Linked DNA regions of Mus musculus: regions 2 and 3 are each linked to region 1. The links are chromatin contacts, called in public HiChIP or PLAC-seq maps. All regions are on one chromosome and are shown on one strand. The core of a region is the stretch at or near the end of the contact, and the rest is flanking DNA. Distances in the headings are between cores, read along the strand shown. Region 1 overlaps Snx29 (sorting nexin 29). Region 2 overlaps Shisa9 (shisa family member 9). Region 3 overlaps Shisa9 (shisa family member 9).

Region 1 (4,641 bases), core at 1,562-4,061:
GTGCTGCAGTGCCACTTACAGCCATCAACAGGGAAAGAGTGGCCCCTGGTGGTGAGGGTGCTGCAGTGCCACTTCCAGCCATCAATAGGGAAAGAGGTGCTTTCTTAAACACAGCTCACATCACATATTCCAACAAAAACATTAATTCAAATGTACAGACACTCGGCTGTTAAACAGGAGGTGAATGAAGTAAAGCTGACATAAACATAAAGAAATGTCTACTAAGTAGTGGGAAAGCATCCAGTCTGGGTGGCTTTTCCCACAGGCAGACAGCCAGTCACAACCCTAAGTGCCTGCTAGTGAGGTACCAACATTCAGAGTGCTTTCCACATACTGAGCATCCCCTGTTAGACCTTACTTTCTGTGTGTGTGCACACATATGAGTTCAGTGTGCAGTGTGTGTATATGTGTGTGTGTTCATGCATACAGTGACTACTCTAAACTCACTGGCATTCACAGGATTCACAGGGCATACTGAGTGGCCGTCATTATCTGTCTGTGCTGAGGTCAGCACTGCTGGCCACTCAACAAGAAGATATGACTGTGGCACTTGCCTTTTACAAAGAAAGGTGACATTTCAAAACCCTGCAAACTCAGCCCAGACCATCAGAGTTCTGCTGCCTTCCAGGCTGGTGACCACATTCACTTATGTGAACCAAGGTGTGAAGAGCTGGAGACTTGGCTGGGACTGCAGCTCAGTTGTTGGGTGTTTCCTTGCATGCGCCAGTCTCAGCACTGGGAACATTATTTATATAAGCTGTAGGCCAAGGCCAAGGCTGCTTATCCACACTGCCCTATCAAGGTCTCTTATATCAACGACTGCTACCCACTGAGCACACAAGACTGTAGCAGGGGATGAAGACATCTTTCTTTGACATCACAGCAACTACCAAGAGCAAACAAGTCACCACAGGCACACAGACTCAACAGGTGGCTCCATCCCGCTGACAATGAGAACACGAGGATCAGGAAAGTTGCAGGGAATCCCGGCTGGAACAACCAAGAAGTGGAGCTGTTAAGGGTCAGCCAGGCCAGAGACAATGCTCACAAGCACACAGGAAAAGAAGCATTTGCCAAGGCTTCCCAGTGTCAATCCTCTGTTACATCAGACTAATCCTGTAGGGCTACACAGACAGCCCTTCCTATCCCTCTCACAGATAAAGCAGGGGTGGGTGGAGGCACCCACATTTCTGAAAGAGGCATGGTCCTTATCTTGCAGGAGCAGAGTGGACAAGAAAAGCCTTCCCACATGAAATCACCCCTGAAAACAAAGGCTAACCCACCCACCCATTCACAAACAACTGTTCTGCACAGCCCATATAACTACCAGACACCCAGAGTCAAATGGCCCACCAATGTGGGCCTTTCCTTCAGAAGGTTGGCTGGGAATTCCTGATAGGTCTCAAGCCAAAGATGACCAGAAACAACTAGGATTAATTTCTAAAAAAAAGAGATGAATGAAAATAAAACGGGCTGAGTCCCTGCTGCAGGCACAGCTCAGAGGTATCACAAGAATGTCCTCATGGGAAAGGAACTGACCAAGCTGGTGGCTTTGTCAGGGATGGAAATGGCTTGGGAGGCTCAGAGGCAAGATCCATGGCAGCCCCCAGAGAACCAATTCACCTGCTCCATACCCCACACTGGAGAGAGGCTGAGAAGGGCTCTGGGAACCATGCCTGGCCACTAGGAGAAGGTGACAGACAAGTCGTCCTCACATAGACCTAAGTATCTGTTCAGCCCTGCACAGCAACAGAACTCACACTAGCAGTTCCTGCTCTGCAGCCAGAGGACTGTGGGAAACCTCAGCTCATAGGGAACATGGCTCTGGAGAGTGTTCACGTAAACAGAAAGGTCCAGGCTTGGAGATCTAGGAGATCCGTGTGGAAGTTTCTATGTCACCTCAGATAACTAATGCATTTCCAAGCAGAAATGGCATCCTGGGGTGATGTTAAAGGGGCCTGGAACTTCTCTGGATAAAGTTACTCTCCATCTGACATCACCACTATGGGCTCAAGGTTTGTTGTACTTTGGTGTTTGAAGGAAATGTTAATTTTTACCCAAAGGCTGATGAGGAAAAAAGGCATAATTTTTACACTATCCAAGTGTTGATCTCTGAATGTGATATGGAAACAGAAAGCCTGCCCTCTGCCCCTCTCCTTCCTGCCATTAGGGGTAGGAACGAAATGGCCAGAGCTCAGAAAGCAAAGACAACAGCTAGTCAGGAAAAGGAAGAGCCCTGGCCTCTGATGACCATGGAGTCTCATGCTAGCCCACTCTGCCAACCCCAGTCAGGGCACCGGCCCCAATCCCAACTGACCTAGTCATTGAACATCTATCTTGTTAAACAATTGCTGGTGTGGGTGTGGGTGTGGGTGCGGGCCATCACACACACACTCTTCATTGCCGTGTCCCTAATACTTCCCTCTGAAGCTGGAAATGATTTGCACCACCTGTCATTAGAATATGTCATCAGCAAAACTGATTTGTCCAGAGTCACAAGGAAAGTCAGAAGACAGCCTTACTCTGGCTGCACACAGAAGGTAGCTTAGAAACCGCAAGGCACAGAAGGTTCCTTGCATCCTTTAGCAGATTCACCCCCATGCACCACAATCCGGCCATAGTCTGGAAGCTTACAGCGATACCACGATCAGGTGCACAGAAAGCAAACACTCACTAACTTCATGCTCACTTCAAAGCCCACACCTGCACAGGATAAGCACAGGTGCCCTGCTGGCACACATGCCAGCCTCTGAGAGTACTTACGGACTGTCATGGACTCAGGCACTGAGGCAGAAGGTAGCAAGCTGCTCAGAGGACTTCCTTGGCCTGGAGAACTGGCTTCCCTACTGGGAGGAAGTAGACAGAAGGAAGTTACACTCATCCCAAAATGCAACTTCAGTGTTCACAACACTCTCAGGCAAAACGTTTCCCCAGGAATCTACTGGAAAAACAATGAAGCTGCTCAGCAGATGTCTGAAATTTACTGGTAACTCCAAAACCAATCCAAACACCCTCTGGAAGCCGCTCACTCACGAGGGAAGAGTTAGTCACTCAGTGGGCATGTGTGCAGCTGGGTCAGACAGGAAACCACTGCCTTCCTCTTCCAACTCGTGTACACACGCGTGAACACACGTCCTTTCAGTAGTCTACTTTGTCACATTCTTATGGTTTGTATTGTCACTTTCCCTAGTTAGAATAGTCTCCAGGTCCATGTTCCCAGTACAAGGGCCCCACATATTATGTAAGCTTCATTCAGACAAGCATGAAATATCACTGTCCAATGTCAACAAGTCAACAGTGTTTGTTTCTGATGGTCTCTCATGGATCCTGGGCTGGAATTTTCTATGTGACTGTCTTAGTCAGGGTTTCTATTCCTGGACAAAATATCATGACCAAGAAGCAAGTTGGGGAGGAAAGGGTTTATTCAGCTTACACCTCCAAACCACTGTTCATAGCCAAGGAAGTCAGGGCTGGAACTCAAGCAGGTCAGGAAGCAGGAGCTGATGCAGAGGCCATGGAGGGATGTTCTTTACTGGCTTGCTTCCCCTGGCTTGCTCAGCCTGCTCTCTTATAGAGCCAAGACTACCAGCCCAGAGATGGTCCCACCCACAAGGGGCCTTTCCCCCTTGATCACTAATTGAGAAAATGCCTTACAGTTGGATCTCATGGAGGCATTTTCTCAACTGAAGCTCCTTTCTCTGTGATAATCCAGCTGTGTCAAGTCGACACAAAACTAGCCAGTACAGTGACCAAAGATGATTTTGAACTTCTGATCCTTCTGTCTTCGCTTCCCAAGTTTTATATGGTGCTGGGGATCAAACCCAGAGCTCTATGCATGCTATGCAAGCATTCTCCTACAGCTGAGCTACATCTCTTGTAGATTCTAAACAAGATGCCTTTAAATGAGGACACACAGAGAGGCAGGTTATGCATTATCAGTGAATATAGAAATGCCATAACAACAGGTTCCAGCATCCCCCTGTAAGCAGGCTGGTGCTCAGAGAGGCTCAGAGAGCATAATGCGGGCAGGTAACTGGACTGCATGCATATCTACAATCAATTTCTAATGTGAATAATAGCACTGGCTTGTCCATACGCAGCAGGAGACCCCAAGGCCAGGGCTTGCATTCCTTGATCACTGTTGCATTTGGAAAAGGCTCAAAAACACAAGAAGAAAGGAATCAGAATTCCGGAAGGGTGCAGGGACACCATCCTTTATGAGGCAGGGCTCAGTGGTATCAGCCCCTTCATGGTGTATCATTTTCAGAATCCTATCTGTTCTGGGTGACAAAACACCAAGCAAGGTGTGGGGCAGCAAGGACCCCCTTACCTTGAAGCTAAGTCAAGTACACAGATGGCTAACTTCAAGACACCAAATTAAAATTGTGAAGAGAGAGGAGGAAATAAGAGCAACAGAGATGAGGTGATATTTGGGAGACCAGGGCAATGTTCCCTGCGAGCAACAGGTACACTGGCAACTTAGTTTTCTGGATTTTTTTTTTCTATTTCTTCGATCTGAGCACAAACGTGAGATTGGGCCTCAGTCTTCAACTCCAACAGGTACCACCTGTCTCCAAATGAAAATACAAGGCAGAGAGGTAAACAGCATGGCCCAATCCACTGATGGGCTTGGTGTCCTGA
Region 2 (4,641 bases), core at 631-3,130, 640 kb before region 1:
TCATCAGGGAGGCATGGTAGACTTTTCAGCAATGTTGTTGCCTGTGAGTCATCCATGCTCCCATAAATAAACCCTCACTCATATCCAGTGAGGAACCCCCATAAACTCTCTGTCTCACCATATCCAACTTTGGTGGAGTCATTTATCTGCTGTTGGTGCCCTACATGGAACAAGTAGATGTTTGTTCATAATGTACCAGCAAAAGTCATACAACGCAAAACAGATAAATTCAAAATGGTAGGCAGGCAGGCAGACAGTCAGATAGACAGATAGAAACTGGGATGGAAGGAGGCAGGCAGACAAGCAAGCAGGCAGGCAGGCAAGCAGACAGAAGCAGACAGAAGGAGGCAGGAAGGCAGGCAGGCAAACAGGGAGCCTGGGTAGCAAGATTATACTTGTATGAAGGACTCAGGTTAGACCTTTAGTGAGGACCACTAGGAAGTATATTGGCAAATACTAGTTGTTGAAGGTAGATGGGAAACAACTGAGATGGTGAAGAGCCTCAAATTCTGAGCTCATTCTGAACTAGAAATAAGCCAAATGCTACCAACAGAGATAATGCATGATATTCTGAGAACTATTATTCAGAAGTAAAAATAATAATGAATTTGTACACACAGCAATTCTGATGAACCTTGAGGATGCCTTGCCAGCAAAAGAAGCCGAACACAAAGCACGGCAGATGCTAAGACTCCACTATGGAATGTTCTTGAACAAGCAAAACTACTCTCTGGTCACAGAAATCAGAGCACTGGTCTCCTCTGGGGGTTGTGACTGACTGAGAAAGGACATAAGGGAATGTGGGGATTCAGGGAAATGATCTTCACAGTGACGAAGGAGCTGCATGGGGAAAAGCATCTGTCAAAATGTATTAATTGCACACTTATGACATGTGTATTTCACTGTATATAAATTATACTGATTCAAACAAATTCTAGGCTAAAGATTTGGCAGTTGATGGCTTCAGAAAGCAATTATATGCAAGCTGAGTGGTTTGATCCCCAGAGGACTCAGCACTGGGTGCTTTATATAAAGCTAATTTTGGCAGCCATCTTTTTCAACTCTTCTAAAGAGAAACATCCCCCTCCCCAGCCACACTGTTATTAAGCACTCCAAAATAACAGACCAAACATAAGCCAGTCTGTTCAAAGCAGAGGTAAGTGACAGAATGGTCTTCAAGGGACCCATGCTTAGGGCCTTCTTTTCAGCTCTAAAGGTACCCTGAGAAACATTCAAAGATTTGGGGTGGGAAGTTTCAGAGATACCAGGATGATAATCACTGATTCAAGAAAGCACGTCGGGCAACTAAGTTTAAGTTGCACAATTGAGCAAACCAAATATGGGGTGAAGGGCATCCCCTGACAGTGTGCAAGGGCACAGCTTGGGAGTCTGGCGAAGAAACCAAGCAATCAAACAAGACTGGAAAACACTGCAAATGGTAGCCAGCCTTCAGCCATGGGATCCAGCTTCCAGAGGGTGATGGAGCCTGCAGAACACAGCCTTGTTCAAAGGAGCTAACCACTACTCAACTCCACCCAGTCAGGCCAGAGCTGCAGGGGCATTTTCATGGATTGGTTTAGTTGTTTTCTATTATTGGTGGTGTTGTTTTATTTTTTCTTCTTTGGTTTTTCAAGAGAACCCAAAAACTCTGAACTTTATATTATGCCTCCCAGGCTGAAAATACTAAATTTAAAAAATATACTACATACCTCAAATCCACCCTTCTAAGCCACAAACTTGCAATTTTGGGGTTAAAACTATTGCAATTGCACCTGAGCTCCAGGCTTCAAATTAAATGAGGCACGGTTACTGCTCCTCTGTGCCCTGGATCCACCCAGGGTTCTGAGCTGTCTGCTCTGGGAGTCAGGAGACTTCACTGGCTGCTTCTGTTTCTCAGGAGTTATGCAATCAGCCTTGCTGAGACCAGCCCAAGTTCAACTCCAAAGCCCTGGGATCAGTGTTGAGCTTTCTGCATGTCTGCCCGCTCCTTAGCCATGTGATGAGCATCAACTATCATTACAAAGCAAGAGGTCCTGAAGGCAGCCCATAGCCCCCAACCTGCTGGGCACAGGCACAATTCATATGCATACATAAAATAAAATCACCCAATTAAAATTCTTGCCAGGTCATTGGAGGCCTGGTTTTTCCTTGTAAATAAGTAAACAGAAGTGAAGGCAAGCAGGTTTTGATCTTCTACCTCTTAGATCGATCTGATTACTTTGAGATATCCTCTGCAGCTTGGCGACTCTAATGAGAAAAAGCAGAAGGCAAGCAAAGCTGTCATAGAGACCAGAGAGAGACTTAATATCACTTCTGTGTGCCTGGACACTGGATGATTGCTCAATAGACACTCAGATTAGACCTGAGACATCCTCTCTAGTTTGATCCACCACACCCTCACCATAGAAACACCAAGCTGCTCCTTAGAAATGCAAATGTCCAGCCCTATCAGGTATCTATTGGGGTCCTTGATGAGGGACTGAAAATGCTCCATTTTCTTCTCCACTAAACCCTGAAATATGCAATCTCTTTCAGAAGAGCTATAAACATATGTAGACAAACTGCATTTGTAGAATTCTAAGATGAAGGAACTGGAGAGAAGGTTCAGCTGTTAAGTGTGCTAGCTGCTCTTCCTGAGGGCTAATATCTAGTTCCCAACACCCACATCAGGTAGCTCACAACTCTGTCATTCCAGCACCAGGGGAAAATATGCCCCCTTCTGGACTCAGCGGACACCTGCACACATGTCCACAAACACACATATACAGATAAGTAAAGAAAAGAAAAAGAAATCCAAGATAAGGCAGGATAAGGTACATGCATGTAATTCCAAGCACTTGGAAGGCTGTGGGGAGAGGACTATGAGTTTGAAGCCAACCTAAGCTGCTTAGAGAGGCTTTGTCTTAACAATGACAACAGCCAAAAGATCCAAGACAGAAACAAGAACTAGGTTACTGAAGCCTGTGCTATGCTGTGCTCTACTGTGCTATATTATACTATTTGCTATACTATATTATGTGCTATATTATAGTATAGCTATATGCGATACTAAACTATAAGCTATGCTATAGTATAGGATATGCTATGTTATACTATACTATTTGTTATACTATAACATACTATATGCTATGCTATAGGATATGCTATGCTATACAGGATATGATGTTATACTATACTGTGCTATACTATATATTATGCTATGCTGTACTATGCTATTTATACTATATCTATGCTATATACTACATGTTATGCTTTGTTAACTATACTATACTATATTATACTGATGAGTGATATAATCATTCTTGCCCTCAGTTTCCCTAGTAATGAAATGAGATAATAATACCTCCTTAACAGTCATGTGCAAAGGAATCAAAGCAACCCAACATGTGAAGGGCTCAGTTCTCCCTGGTCCAGGGCGACATCCAGTGCACACTCACAGTCACAGAAAGCCATGCCCTTGGGAAGCTGCAGGATGCTGTTTGTCCTTTGCCAAACAACCTTTTGCTATAGCTATAGGAATTATGTCCCTGAGACAGAAAAACTAAAGATCTGGCTCTTGCCCCATGACCTTGGGCAACCCTTTCCCTTCTGTGAGACTTAGTTTTCAGATCTAAACACATGTGTGTTGACCAGAATGTTTCTCCAATTCCTTTCCCTACCTCCTTTTTACTGTTACTTTGGATATCTACAAATTCCCATACTTCCTTGTGAGAATCAGTGTGGTGGCACATGCCTGTGGTGACAGCACTCAGGAGAGTAAGGTAAGAGGACTGTGAGCTTGGCCAAGTGGACCACACAGCAAGCTCCAGCCAGATTGGGGCTACACCGTGGGATCCTGCAACAGAACTTTGTTTTGTTGAGCCCCAGCTGTGTCAAGCATTCCTTTAGACAGGAGCACTGCTATAGATTGCTTTTAACTAATAACCATTGCACTCCCTCCCTGAGCAACAATAGCCACAAACTCACAAAGGACTAAGCTAATGTTAGGTATTTTTTCAAATGCATATTAAAATAAATGTCTAAATTTTTGTTGAAAAATGGTCCATTGAGATCCCCCTGAAATCTCAGATGTGGTCGGGGACGCAAAGTGGATAGTTTTGGACCTCAGACTTGTGTAGCATCCATGATCCGCTCCATGCAAATGTGCAGTTCTGAATTCCTGAGGAGAGGAGGGTGGCATGGCTCATCTTCCTCTCTTCCAGCCCACTCTGCCACAGAGATGAACAGAGTGACATTAATTGAGTAATTATTCAGAATCACAAGAACTTTTTCTGTGCCTGCAAGGAGGGCTCTGTCAGTTTGAGAACAGACTTGAACTTCCTGTTTCTCCATTTGCAATTCACAGCCCAAACTTCTTTCCTTCAATAAAGTGGTGTGTTTGTTTACACCTGGGTGAAAGTGTTTTCATCTTCAAAGAATATTACCAACTCACAGTGACCTCTCTACATCTGATGGGAAGAGACGCCCCAAAACCCATAATCACCCTACTAGACAGCTCTCTTGCTAAACACATTTACACATTGTGTATAAGGAGTCAAGAGTGATGTTCAGAGATGCCTTTGAAATAGTTTTTTTTTTTTAAGGACTTGAAGGGAAAACTTTCCCACCAATCAATTAAAATTTTCTAAAACTTCAGTAGAA
Region 3 (4,641 bases), core at 988-3,487, 610 kb before region 1:
TTCCCAGGCTGAGGCTCTGGCCTCTTGGTGTTCAGTCCTAGCTGTGGGGATACAGGACTTGCTGGCCAAGAAAAGCTAGTTTGGGCAAGTGCATGCAGCCACACCTGACAGCTGCCCAAACAGTGGCGCTCACAGAAGCCTGCACCTGTGAGATGCCATGTGGCTCACGGGAGAGCAGTTACTGGAGAGAGAGTCCCAGTGCTGTGTGCACCCGTGTTTCTCGGGCAGGAGGGCAGGAAGGCAGGAGGGTAGGACTCTGCTCATTAGAATCCTGAACTCTGTTTGGTCTCCACTCAGCTTCTTCAGCCGCCATCCCCTTTACCTTGTTTAGCCTCCATTAACATTGATCCCTGGGGCCTCTCTACTTTTGGTCACTCTGCTGTCCCCACACGCACATACCACTGCTTCATGCCTCTGGACCTTAGGCCCTCCCCACCCTTGCCAACAGTCTCACCAGCTCCTCTCTCAATTAACTTCCCTCCTCCAACCTACACAAACCTTCTCTAAGACAGACAGATGCCCTCACTGGCTGCTTGTTATCTCTCTATATAACTCTATCCTGGTCTTCCTCCTATCACGGCACAAGTCAAATATGCACCAAGTTTGTATGCCCAACACACTCAAAATACCACAACATCATCTGCACCATGAAGCCCCTAGCACAGAGGCTAGAACACATTAATTGCTCAGTTAAGTGAGAAAGTAAGCTAGGATACGAAGTATCCCACTGACAGAAAGGGCACAGTGCCTTTAGCTGGAGGAGGATATCAAGACCAGCACCATGCTCAAGGTCCTGCCTGACTTGTCTCCTCCCACTTCTCCAGCTTCATGCAGATGTCACCTCCAGAGCATTTGCATTTCCACCCCTACTCTCCATTGCCAAGTCCACACCTTTGCATATGCTGTCCCCTTGCTCTGGAGCGCCTTTCTTGTCAGTGCTCTCTACCCTCCACCTGCCTGTCAAACGCTTGCTCAGGACCTTACAAGGCAGCTGCTCCTCTCTCCTATTCCTCTGTACTTCACTTGGGCCTGGCCCCTTTTTGACTTACAACTCCTGTTATGCTGAATAGCAGTAATGGATATCTGTCCGATCCTTCAGACAATGAGTTGTGGAAAAGCATTTTTCCCCCTTATTCATTCCTTGGAATATTCTAGAATACCCCAGCACTGAGTATACACTACACAGAATGGACACTCAGCCAGTAAGCATCAGATTCCCAAATGACTTTGCACAGGGTGCCTTCCCAAGGTACCCTTGGACAGTTCATCTCGCCACCCTGTGCATGCTTCCATTGTCTCACTCAAGCATGGTGTTGATAGGCTGTGCTGAGAATGCTCAGTATAGGCAGCATGGCTTGTGCCCGCCATAAGTATGTGCCCAGTAAAGTCATATGGCCTCAGCCTCCAACTGAGGAGCCTTTCTACACAAACATCCAAAGACACTGATGACATAATGTTACTAGTGTTGTGGTTTTGGCAAGATGTCCATAGAAGCTTATTGCTTGAAGCCACTTGTTCAATAAATGGTTGAAACATCAAGGTAACACCTGTATGCCTACTACATACACATGAACAAGTACATATAACACAGACACACAGTCAATATCAATCTAAGGAGCACTTAAAATGATCAGACATGGGAACTATTGATGAAAAACATTGATAATCATGTTCCCTTTAAGTCATCACTGAATCTTTATGAGGCAGGGGCGTGCATGTGCTCATGGCACACACGAAGGCCAGGGAACAGTGCCAGGTGTCCTGATCCATAGCTCCCCGCCTTCTTTCCTTCAAACAGAATCTCTCACTGAAGCTGAAGGTAGGCTGGGAATCTGCAAGCCCCAGTGATGAGCCTGCCTCTGCCTCCCACAGTGCAGGGATTAGGAACAAGCAAGAACATTTCCTGTGGATGCTGAGGATTTGAACTTGGGCCCCCATACTTGTATACCAACTGCTCTTACATACCTAGTGTCTCAGCAGAACTAGTCACTGGATCTCTGGCCACAACGTTAATCACTTTATAGAAATGATTGTGGAGGGAAAGAGGATAAGGAGAGAAAGAACATGCAGGAAAGGAAGGGGAGAGAAGGAAGAAAGAGATAGGGTAGGGGGAAGGAGAAGAGGGGAAGACAAAGGAGGGGAGGGGGATGGAGAATGAAGGAGACAGAAGAAGGGAGGGCATGGACAAAGAAGAGGGAAGAGGAAAAGGGGATCTATTAGTCAGTGCCCCAGACCTAGCACTGTGGTAGATCCTGTGACAGGAAAAAAAAAGAGAACAATATACAGAAAACACCCTGCTTGCAGTCTTGGGAGATGACTCATTAGCATAAGAGAACATAACTAGAGTTCAAGGCTGAACAAGATCAGGGCCAAATGCCAATGGGCACACCAGGCAAGTAAACATGCAGGGAGTGCGAGCCCTGCTCTGACCTATTTATAACAGTTCTTCAAAGACTCCATAAATATGTAGTGCTGACTACTGTATAATTAGAAGTCATAATGCTTACTCCTGAAGGGGGAACCTTTGCATATGAACACTTAATTTTCAATGTAAACTCACTTTATGTGACTGTTTTTTAATTGTGAAAAGAGCATTTTTTTAATTCAAAATAAGCATCATTAGTTTTCTTTTCCAAACTCCATATTTAGAGTGCAGAGATTGTTGGCTTAAAGGTGAGCCTGTGGGCAGAGCATGTGGACGGGGCGTGGGGTAGAACATGAGATCTATGTCTACCTGGCTGATGGTCATTTTGTGTCATCTTGAGCTAGTCCTCTAAGCCTCAGCTTTCTCTGATACACATGGAGCTCAGAGAACAAATGGAAGATAGTCAGCTCTAATGACAGTTGTTTCCTTCTTTCCTGGTCATTAGACCTCAAACAGAGACCCAGGCATCTAGGACCCCGCTAGGGCAGTCTTCCAGAGTCCAATGGTGGAGGACTGCGACCAGGGTTCCATGTGAAGGCTCCAGACAGTCTTTCCCAGTCCTTCCTGGTGCTAACCCAAGAGGGAGTGTTCAGCAACTATTTTCTCAGTGAGTAGAATGATTCTATGACGTGATCAATGAACCAGTGAGACTCACCCGGGAGAGGCTCAGCAAGTCCCTGATGGGATGGCTCACAGCTCTCCGGCTCCCACCCCATTGCTTTCCTTGAGAGCAAATTCATTATTAACCAAATAAAGAATCTATAGGATGTCTTTTATAAAGGAGTCACAAGATTCAGAGTTGAAAAAGCAACCCAAATAAGCTCTTAAAACACATCAGATCAAGTCTCTCCCACATAAAGCCACATCGTTTCCCATTACAATAAACAGCAGTTTTCTTTCTGCTGGTAGGCTGTAGCATCGGTTCTTCCTTTCTGACATCAGCTGATGTTTCTCTGGCTCTGACCCCTGTGCCTGGCCATACCATGCCTGTCTGAAATGATCTCAGGTAAAGTCAGTCCTCAAAGTCAACTCCCAAGAGGATGAAACCCCTTCAGGGGCATCCAGCCTTCAAGTCAAAAGTAGGTATGAGCAGGTGACATGGCTCAGCAGGTAAGGGTGCGTGCTGTAAGGCCTACATGAGTTTGATTCCTGGCACCCACAGGAAGGAAAAAACCTCTGGCCACCATATGTGTGCTGTGGCCTGGGTAAGTCCATGCATAAACACACACAAAATAAATAGTTTAAAATGTAATAACAATTTTAAATATTAAGTAGGTTGTCCATGCTTCAGTCGGCGACTGACCCCTACACTATATGGGCAGCACTAACTGGACTCAGTGGGTTATAAATTAATAATTAATTAACTAAAATTTGAATGTTATGTTTTGGGGGAGCCTTGGGAAAGTTGGAGGGAGTAGGTAGGTGTGACTGCAATCAAGATACACAGCATGTATGAAATTATATGAATTTTTCAAAGAATAAAGAAAAATGTTTGTTTTTAAAAATATGAAAAATTGTGAGCACTGAAAATATACATTTTTCTTAGATTATTTCATAAACAATATGATATAACAACTCTCTTTATAACATTTAGATTATGGTAAATGTCCTAAAGTGATCCAGAAACAGTTTCAGCTTACAGGAGTCCTGTATAAGTTACATGCAAACACTACATTATTTTTTTAGAGGAACCTGAACATCTATGCTTTTTTGTTAATATTGAGAGAGTGTTCTAAACTCATGCCTCTTGGCTGCCAAGGAGCAGCTCGCCCCCTTGTTGATGTTTGTTGCTGAGAAGGGAGCTGTTTGTTAGTCAGCACTGTTGTCACTAATAGCTGACTGATGCAGTGATCAGGAAGTTCCATCTACTCCACACACCAGCTTCAGCAGTCACGTAATCTCTTGGAACCTCAGAATGCTTTAAGATTTTTTGAAGTTATATCCATCTCTTCTCCACTGACTTCATACAGTGACCGTGGTGGCACAACAGATGAAAAAGATTTTTTTAAAACAGTAAAAAAAAAAAAAAAAGTGATTGCAAATATAAAATAGCATTATCAGCAGGCATGAGTTTGACCTGGCAGCAGAGTGTGGCTCAGCAACCAAACCCCAAGACATCTGCTATAAACCTGCATCATGTTCCGCACACACTATTCTGAACCCAGGGCCACACTTGGTGCAGATTTTTTCCTGACACGCCAAATAAAACTCCAGAC

Evidence for each region. HiChIP or PLAC-seq counts read pairs in DNA pulled down with a chosen protein or histone mark.
Region 2: an H3K4me3 HiChIP or PLAC-seq map of bone marrow-derived macrophages shows a contact between it and region 1, with 4 times the contacts expected there. The contact joins two enhancer-like sites. A contact is called at or near these places in 1 of 15 datasets of contacts at CTCF or cohesin (large pre-B cells) and 1 of 115 datasets of contacts at active chromatin or transcription factors (bone marrow-derived macrophages).
Region 3: an H3K4me3 HiChIP or PLAC-seq map of bone marrow-derived macrophages shows a contact between it and region 1, with 4 times the contacts expected there. The contact joins two enhancer-like sites. A contact is called at or near these places in 1 of 15 datasets of contacts at CTCF or cohesin (large pre-B cells), 2 of 484 Hi-C or Micro-C datasets (bone marrow-derived macrophages and embryonic stem cells) and 1 of 115 datasets of contacts at active chromatin or transcription factors (bone marrow-derived macrophages).

What each region holds. Positions count from the first base shown.
Region 1 is chr16:11,418,906-11,423,546 of GRCm38.p6, reverse strand. It overlaps Snx29 (sorting nexin 29), which reads right to left. Exons shown (of 21, transcript NM_028964.4): 11 at 2,764-2,843. Among named protein-coding and RNA genes, the nearest start is that of Snx29, 98 kb to the right of the region's middle. Within about 2 kb of position 2,811, at least 53 of the 459 cell types and tissues checked have an H3K27ac peak or open chromatin away from gene starts, as enhancers often do. A contact at or near this core is called in bone marrow-derived macrophages, where this site is marked.
Region 2 is chr16:12,059,285-12,063,925 of GRCm38.p6, reverse strand. All of the region lies in intron 2 of Shisa9 (shisa family member 9), which reads right to left. Among named protein-coding and RNA genes, the nearest start is that of Shisa9, 77 kb to the right of the region's middle. Within about 2 kb of position 1,880, at least 6 of the 459 cell types and tissues checked have an H3K27ac peak or open chromatin away from gene starts, as enhancers often do. A contact at or near this core is called in bone marrow-derived macrophages, where this site is marked.
Region 3 is chr16:12,030,332-12,034,972 of GRCm38.p6, reverse strand. The region is part of intron 2 of Shisa9 (shisa family member 9); the gene reads right to left. Among named protein-coding and RNA genes, the nearest start is that of Shisa9, 49 kb to the right of the region's middle. Within about 2 kb of position 2,237, at least 28 of the 459 cell types and tissues checked have an H3K27ac peak or open chromatin away from gene starts, as enhancers often do. A contact at or near this core is called in bone marrow-derived macrophages, where this site is marked.